2 separate regions of the Rattus norvegicus genome follow, and region 1 is linked to region 2. A link is a contact called in public Hi-C data. All regions are on one chromosome and are shown on one strand. The core of a region is the stretch at or near the end of the contact, and the rest is flanking DNA. Distances in the headings are between cores, read along the strand shown.

Region 1 (3,638 bases), core at 315-2,814, 230 kb before region 2:
TATTTAATGTGTGTACACTATAACTGTCTTCAGACACACTAGAAGACGGCATCAGATCCCATTACAGATGGCTGTGAGACACCATGTGGTTGCTGGAAATTGAACTCTGTACCTCTGGAAGAGTAGTTAGTGCTCTTAAGTGCTAAACCATCTCTCCACCCATGTGTATTAGTCAGGGTTCTCTAGAGTAACAGAACTTACAGAATGAATGAATGAATCTCCACCACTTCTTCCTACCCACCCCCTTTCTTTCTCCCTCCTGACTGCTCCAAACCTTTTATATATATATATATATATATATATATATATATATATATATATATACACATATATATATATATGTGTGTGTGTGTGTGTGTGTGTGTGTGTGTGTGTATATATATACACAAACAAACTGAGTGCCCACCCACATATGTATTTCCAGTCGGTGTCTAAACACCCAGGCTTTGCCCCACCATCCAAACAGTTCTTTAAACAATTAACTTCTTACACTTTTATACCCTGGACTCTGGAGTAGGCATAATCTTGGTCCCTAAGAGATTTGTTTCCCAGTGCCATGACAGAGGGGATTCTGAATGTATTTAAGGTTACTAATCAACTGACTGTGATATAAAGGAGGCTAGCTTGGATTTTTCTAGGCAGGCCTAATGTTATTTATAACACTGAGCTCTTAAAAGAAAAGTAGCCTCTGGGGCCAACAAATGAAATACAGCAGATGGTAAACCAGAGAATCTGAAGGACAGAAAGTATGAGAAAGATAGTAAGGCGGGAGTGGGGGTGTGAGTGTGGGGTTGGGGGGAGACAGAGAGAGGGAGACAGAGAGAATAAGAACAGGAAAATATGGGGGTGGGCACGAAGGTATGAGCGTGTGTATAGTGTGTATTTTAGTGACTCGTCTATCTTATTGTGGAAGTACAAAGTCCTGCAAGTAGTCAAATACAAGAATTCCTTCCAAGACCTGCACATCCAGGAGTCGGGTTCGACTGGTTATGACTCCGCCCTGCGAGGGCCTGAAGATGCTCTTTTCCCCCACCCACATCTGGAGCGGAAAATCCAAGCTCATTAATCAAACGTCCTAAACCCGTCACAATCTCCTCTGAGCTACATATTCCACGCAGGGAAAACATCTAGTTCACACGATCATTCAGAAAGCCAGGCCCATCGAAAAACTAGCCGAGGCTCTGCAGACTCAAAACTAAACGCGACCACGCGCCAGGCTTGCAGGAGACAGGCACAAGTCGTTAATGAGAACAGAGCCAGCTGAGCTCCGGAGGGGGGTAATCCCACCGGGCCCGCATAACAGCAGCGTCGGCCGACGCCCCCCTGTAGTACCCCGTGGTCGCGCCTCTGGGAGGAAGGCGCCCCCGAAGGAGGCCGGCGCCGGAGTCCTGGAACCTACCTCTCCGCAATGTAAAGCGTGCCGGTGCCGAGCCCCTTCCCGTTCAGCACAGCTTCGGTGTCTGGCTGCTGCAGCCGGAGTCCATCTGCGGACCCAGGGGGCGGGAAGCTTTTGAGGAAGCTCATTGCGGGCGAAAGCATTGCTCCACAGGAACCAAGAAAGCAGAGCACCGCAATCCCGGTTCGCAGGGAGCTGCCCCGGAAGCAGTAGCCGTACTCCGGAAGAACAACTTTCTCATCGAGGAATTTCGCGTGCAGTTGACCATAGAGACGGGATGTTCTAGGCAACTCAGAGATCTGTAGCGAGCCGGCCTTCTGTCACGTGATACTGGTTCCCTTCTCAGGCTCCCGTAAGGGTGCTTAGAATAACCGAGTGTTTTCTCTGTGGTTCTACTTCAAGGTCGTCGCAGAAAACCCTGAGAGAGGCTGTATGAGGAATACGAAGACTTTCCCAATAAAAAGTGGGAATGGGCCTAGGCCCCTGGAGTCCCTTGCCTGAGCAGGACGCACAGAAATAAAATCCACACTCATCTGGAGGTCAAAAATCTCCGGGTTGGGTGCACCCTGCTTCCTCCTCGTCGGGCCTGTTCTTCTTGGGTTCACACAGCCATTTACCAGGCCTTTTAGTTCCCATGTCGCCGGAGAGGTCGAGTGCCCCATCCCCACGTGTCACGCCAGGAAGACAAAAAGATTACATTAATTGATCAGCAGCGCGGCCAGACAGTCAAAAGACAGTGCCCAGGGAAAAGGTCTGGAACCCTTGCCTTCCCAGCTTGCTAGGCCCCCAAAAAATACGTGCAGTGAAAACATACAGATTTAGTAAATAGAAACCTATAACCGAGGCTTATAGAACACACAGCATAAGGACCTTACCTCTTATTTCTTCATGGATTCGTTCGTGGTTTTAGATACAGGGCTTCCTTCTGTAGCCCATGCTGGCCTCCAATACATAATCGATATGCACCCTACTCTAGGGTACTAGAACTATTACGGGCATCCATCACTACACCTGCTCAATTCAGTTTTATTCTGATGATAAACAATATGAACACATTTTTATTACTGACCCAGTTTTACAGATGAGACCATTAAATTCACAAGCTAAAGTTTGGTAATGACTTGGTGGATGGAATTCAGTCAGCTGATCTCTAGACTCCACCTTTTTTGGCTGTAGAATTGTAATGTCTATGGGGTCAGGGCTGTTTAGGTTGGATAACATGTAGAATGTGATGGGAGTTTTGTCTTTCCTCCTCTTCCTTCTCTTTCTCTTCATCCTCCTTCCCCCACCCCTCCTTTTTTTTCTTTTTGGAATCGTCTCAACAGAAGTATCTTTAGATTTTTTTTTCCTTACGATTTAAAAAAACAAAACAACAACAAAAAAACCTCTGTGTACATATTGAGTGCAGTTGCCCAATGACTCCAGAAGTGGGCACTGGATCTGCTGGAACTCGTTACAGGCAGGTGTAAGCTACCCTGCCTGGGTGCAGTGAAACCATCTGCATTAGGCATTCTCAGAGGCTGGTCCAATGTCTCCAGTTCCAAGTGTTAACGCTTTTAAATTTAGCCAGTTTGTCATTAGTGAGACTAGAAAATTGGTCCACTGACAGGAATGAGAAGGTGGGAGTGGAGTATGGATGAGGAAAGATTCTCGAACTCTCTGAAGTTAAAATCTTCACTCATCATTTGGACATAGTTTGAGAGGAAGAATTTGTGAAAATGAAGACAAGGACAGACAAAGAAGAGAGGTTAAATGTCATTTCTAAATTTCCAGTTTAAAAAGCTGAGTAGGTGAGTAGGCGTGCTTTCTAAGTTGGAGATTTCAGAGAGAGGTTTTCAAGGTAGGTTATAAGGGTGTCAAAGTGCAGGCAGAGCATTGAATTAGCATGTGCGAAGGCCTGGGTTGAATGCCCAGTACTTAAAACGAGTAGCATATGAATCCAGTTGGAGAAGTAATTAATATGAGACGTTCCCTAAGACATCTATTTGGTGAAACAAACAGCAGTGCTTTGCTCAGAAATGGAGTCCCCATGGATGACAGAAGAGAACTGGCTAAAACCAGTATAATAATTTCTTATCAATTTCTCTCAGTCTTCAGAGTCATTTACAGTCCAATGGCAAAACATTTTATACAAGGTGGTAAGTGAAGAAAGGGATCTTAGCTCTGAGGGTCCCTTCAAGTGCTCAGTGCCAGGCTCAAAGGGGGCAGCTAAGCCAGTGAGTCAAATAACAGCCCAGCATCA
Region 2 (3,573 bases), core at 55-2,554:
GACTTCCTACCACACAAATGGTACAGAGAAATCACTCAAGTGTTTGAAAGTATTTTAAAAAATTTAAAACTTTCCTGTTGACTTAATGAGCAAATGAAAAGTTTAAGAATCATTTTCCACCAGGAATGGTGATGTACACCTTTAATCCCTGCACTTGGGAAGAAAAGGCAGGCTGATTTCTTCATGTTCAAGAACAGCCTGTTCTACATAGCGAGATCCCATCTCAAAAAAGAATTTTTTTCCCTAAATGGTACCACTCTACCTAAATATCTAAGAATGCTGGCGACTCACTGGCATAAACTGGGGCCTGGTCAAAATGCAGATCTTGCCTCACCTCACCAACCTTTTGAATTTAATCTGCATTTAACAAAATGTGACCTGGGTCTGTAGCAGGTCAGTGGTAGAGCACATGTCTCAACATGCACGAGGCCCTAGGTTCAATCTCCCTTACTACAATAAATAAATAAATAAATAAATAAATAAATAAATAAATAAATAAATAAATATTTCTCAAGATAAGAAAATTTAAGAAGCAGAATATGACTCTTCTACAGAGATACCATGGAGCACACTGTCAGTTCTGACAGGGGCTTGGTCCACCTTTAAAAGACTCTGAGAGAGGTTGATGGAATTGAGGTCCTGCGACTCTTGCCTGCTTTTTCTGGGCCTTGAATTCTACAGACCTTTAGTCAGCCTTGGGGCTTTGCATACTGCCCAACTTGTCTCTGAAAGTTAGGAGTACCAGAGTGAGGAGTTATGCCCCTAACTGAGGACAGGAGGGCGCATGTGTAACCCGATGTGGCACAACCGAGTTTGAGACACCTGACAGTTTTTAAAACTGTACATCACTTTGTTTGTCCTAATGATTTTGTTTCGTTTTGATTTCAAGTGGGCTGGGAGTGTGACTTAGGGTAGAATAATAACTTAGCATGCCTAAGACCCTGAATTCTATCCCCAGAACTTTCAAAACAAAACAAAACAAACAACAAACAACAAAAACCAAAGTCAGAGTACACCTGAGAACAGCGGCCTCGACCTAACACGCCCCCTGCCTGACAAGCAGCCTGAGAACCTAACCCTAAATCGGCTACACACAAGTTTAGGCGCCTATCTGCGGAACAGGCAGGGGTGCGGACAACCTTCCCGCGCTGACCGGTCTATGACTTTTTCTTCCAGAGCTTACCTGAACCACTTTAGTGAACTCTTCATACACCCGCTTTTTCAGGTGGGCCGCCATGGCCGCGCCGGACCTTCTCGGCTACTGTACTTGCCAAGAGTGCGGAGGTAAACCTTTCTACAGCACCGACTCCGCCGCAATCCCACAATGCACTAGGGTAGCTGGATAGAGAGGCCGCTTCCTGAAGCTCGACTGCCCAGTGAGTCGATTGGCTGCCGCTTCTGCTGGGAGACGGAATTAGATCGCGTCCTGAGAGATGGGTGGAGTAAAAGCTGTTAGTAGCTGGAGGCAAAACCCGGAGCTTTGTCCTAGGGGCTACCTTGGAGGTTCCATGCTAGAATCTTAGGGTGAGTGTTGCCTTAGTTCCAGCTCCTCCCCGAAGTTCGTTTTTCTTCTTTCTAGTAATTTAAAAGTTACCCATCGATAAAAAAGAAGCAGAAAAAAAAAAAGAAAAGAAAGAAAGAAAAAGAAAGCCAAAAATCTTCGTGTTGAATCAATGAAAGGTTTAAGATCATTTTTCTGAATGGTACTACTCTGCAAGTCTGAAGATTTAAGAATGCTTGTGGTCCACCCGGAAGCCAGGTCTCTGTCAGAACTGTCAGTGTGCTCCGTGCATCTCTGGTGTAGACACTCATGCCTCCTGATAGTTGGCAAGCAGTGAAAAGAATCTTGAGACAGAGGATGAAGCCACATGTTGATATTGAAAGGCAAAAAATTTATCATTACAGTCCCCCTTAGTAAGAGGATGGGGTGGCATCTAATATAGCAGCGGGATTCTTACATAGGTTCTTTATGACTTTTGCAAGCAAGCAAAGCTTAATAAAAGAGGAACTTTTATAGCACTTAAACAGTTACAGGTTTTTAAATTCATTGGAGTTGGCAGTTTTCAGAAAGCCTTGTATTTTCAAGTCAAGGCAACCTAATTCTCAGAAGGTCTTGGTAGTCTGTTTCTTTGAAAAACAGTCTGCATAATAGGAACATAAATTTACCTAAAAAATACAAATAAAATATCAAGACTCTGGAAACAAGTCTGGAAGCTGAACAATGAGGAGAATGGAGTTCCTGTTCTTATTTAATTAAATATTAAAGTAAATAGTGAAGGCAGAAATAAGGGATCAGATTCTAATACCACAAAACTCCTTTAAGGCTCTGGTACTTGAACAAGTAACCTTCAAGACAATCATATTGGTGATGCCTAATCTAACAAAAACACACTTAACAGTGGAATGAAATGACACAGAAACAAGAACACCCTGTGAACAAATATATGTGGTGCTGTCCACATACAGTGTTACCTGTTCTTTTTTTATAACCAGAAAAAAGGTTAAGATGGGATATTTAGAGCAGGAAACAAGAGGTTGGTAGGCACAGAGGACGCAAAACACATAAAAGATTATTGTTATCCTATATGTGGGAAGACTGGGTTACAACTCAAATGGAAAGGTATCCTAGGAGTTGGGAGCCAAGGAATACCACAAAGTCACATTGCACAACAAACTTCACATAAGATTCGTTGGCAGGGAAAAGCCCAGAAGGTGACTGCCAGTGCTCAGACAGGAAACAACAGAGATCTGAGGAGAGACAGGGTTTATATAGGATTCCTAGGGGGTGGGGGTTAGGTTCCAGGGTGGGGATTGGTGGGATTGTTTCAAGTCTAGAGCTTCTTATTTATTTTAAAACTCTAGAGTTGGGGCTGGGGCTGGCTGTTAGGCATTCTGTGGATGGAAGCTGGTGGTTGGAGGTCCTGAGGGTGGGGCTAACCTGGACACTCATGCACCTCAAGGGGCTTACAAAGAGACCAGCTTTCCTCAGGAGGGTTTTTCATCTGACTTTAAAAGAGTACATTTTCCAGAGGGGGAAAAAAGGAATCTCAGGCATCAGAGACAACAGAGCATACAGTGTGTCAAGAAAAATAATTAGCAAACAGTACATTGAGTAAACATTAGCTGTTTTTATCATTCCAATATTTGAATATTCTATCTAATCCAAGTTGGTGGTAACTGTAAAACCACTAGCTGGTGGGTTTATACCTGTACTCCCAACCCCAGACAGACCAAAATAAAAGGATCTCTTATGGGCTAGCCTATGCTTTATAGCAAGTTTAAGGCAAGCCTATGCTATCCATTATTTTATATGTCACACTAAGAGAAACTGAAATTTTGATAGGTCTGCCTTTATATGTTACTTGGCCTTTTCTCCTTGCAGGTTTTAATATTCCCTCGTTGTTCTGTACATTTAGTGTTTTGATTGTTATGTGGAGAGGGAACTTCCTTTTCTGTTCCAATCTGTTTGTTGTTCTGTAAGTTTCTTGTACCTTTACTGCCTTGGGACTGTTTTTCTCCTGGGTTGCCTCATCCAACCTTGCTATGAGGGTTTGCATCCTCTTTGGCCATGTT

Evidence for each region. A called contact is a pair of places that touch in the nucleus more often than the background predicts.
Region 1: a contact with region 2 is called in a Hi-C map of liver, with 7 times the contacts expected there. The contact joins the promoter of Clns1a here to the promoter of Ints4 in region 2. A contact is called at or near these places in 3 of 12 Hi-C or Micro-C datasets (frontal cortex, liver and psoas muscle).

The regions. Positions count from the first base shown.
Region 1 is chr1:161,428,595-161,432,232 of GRCr8, reverse strand. It overlaps Clns1a (chloride nucleotide-sensitive channel 1A), which reads right to left and starts at 1,564. Exons shown (of 7, transcript NM_031719.2): 1 at 1,400-1,564. The coding sequence starts at 1,539.
Region 2 is chr1:161,199,015-161,202,587 of GRCr8, reverse strand. Ints4 (integrator complex subunit 4) reads right to left here and starts at 1,304. Exons shown (of 23, transcript NM_001191629.1): 1 at 1,184-1,304. The coding sequence starts at 1,237.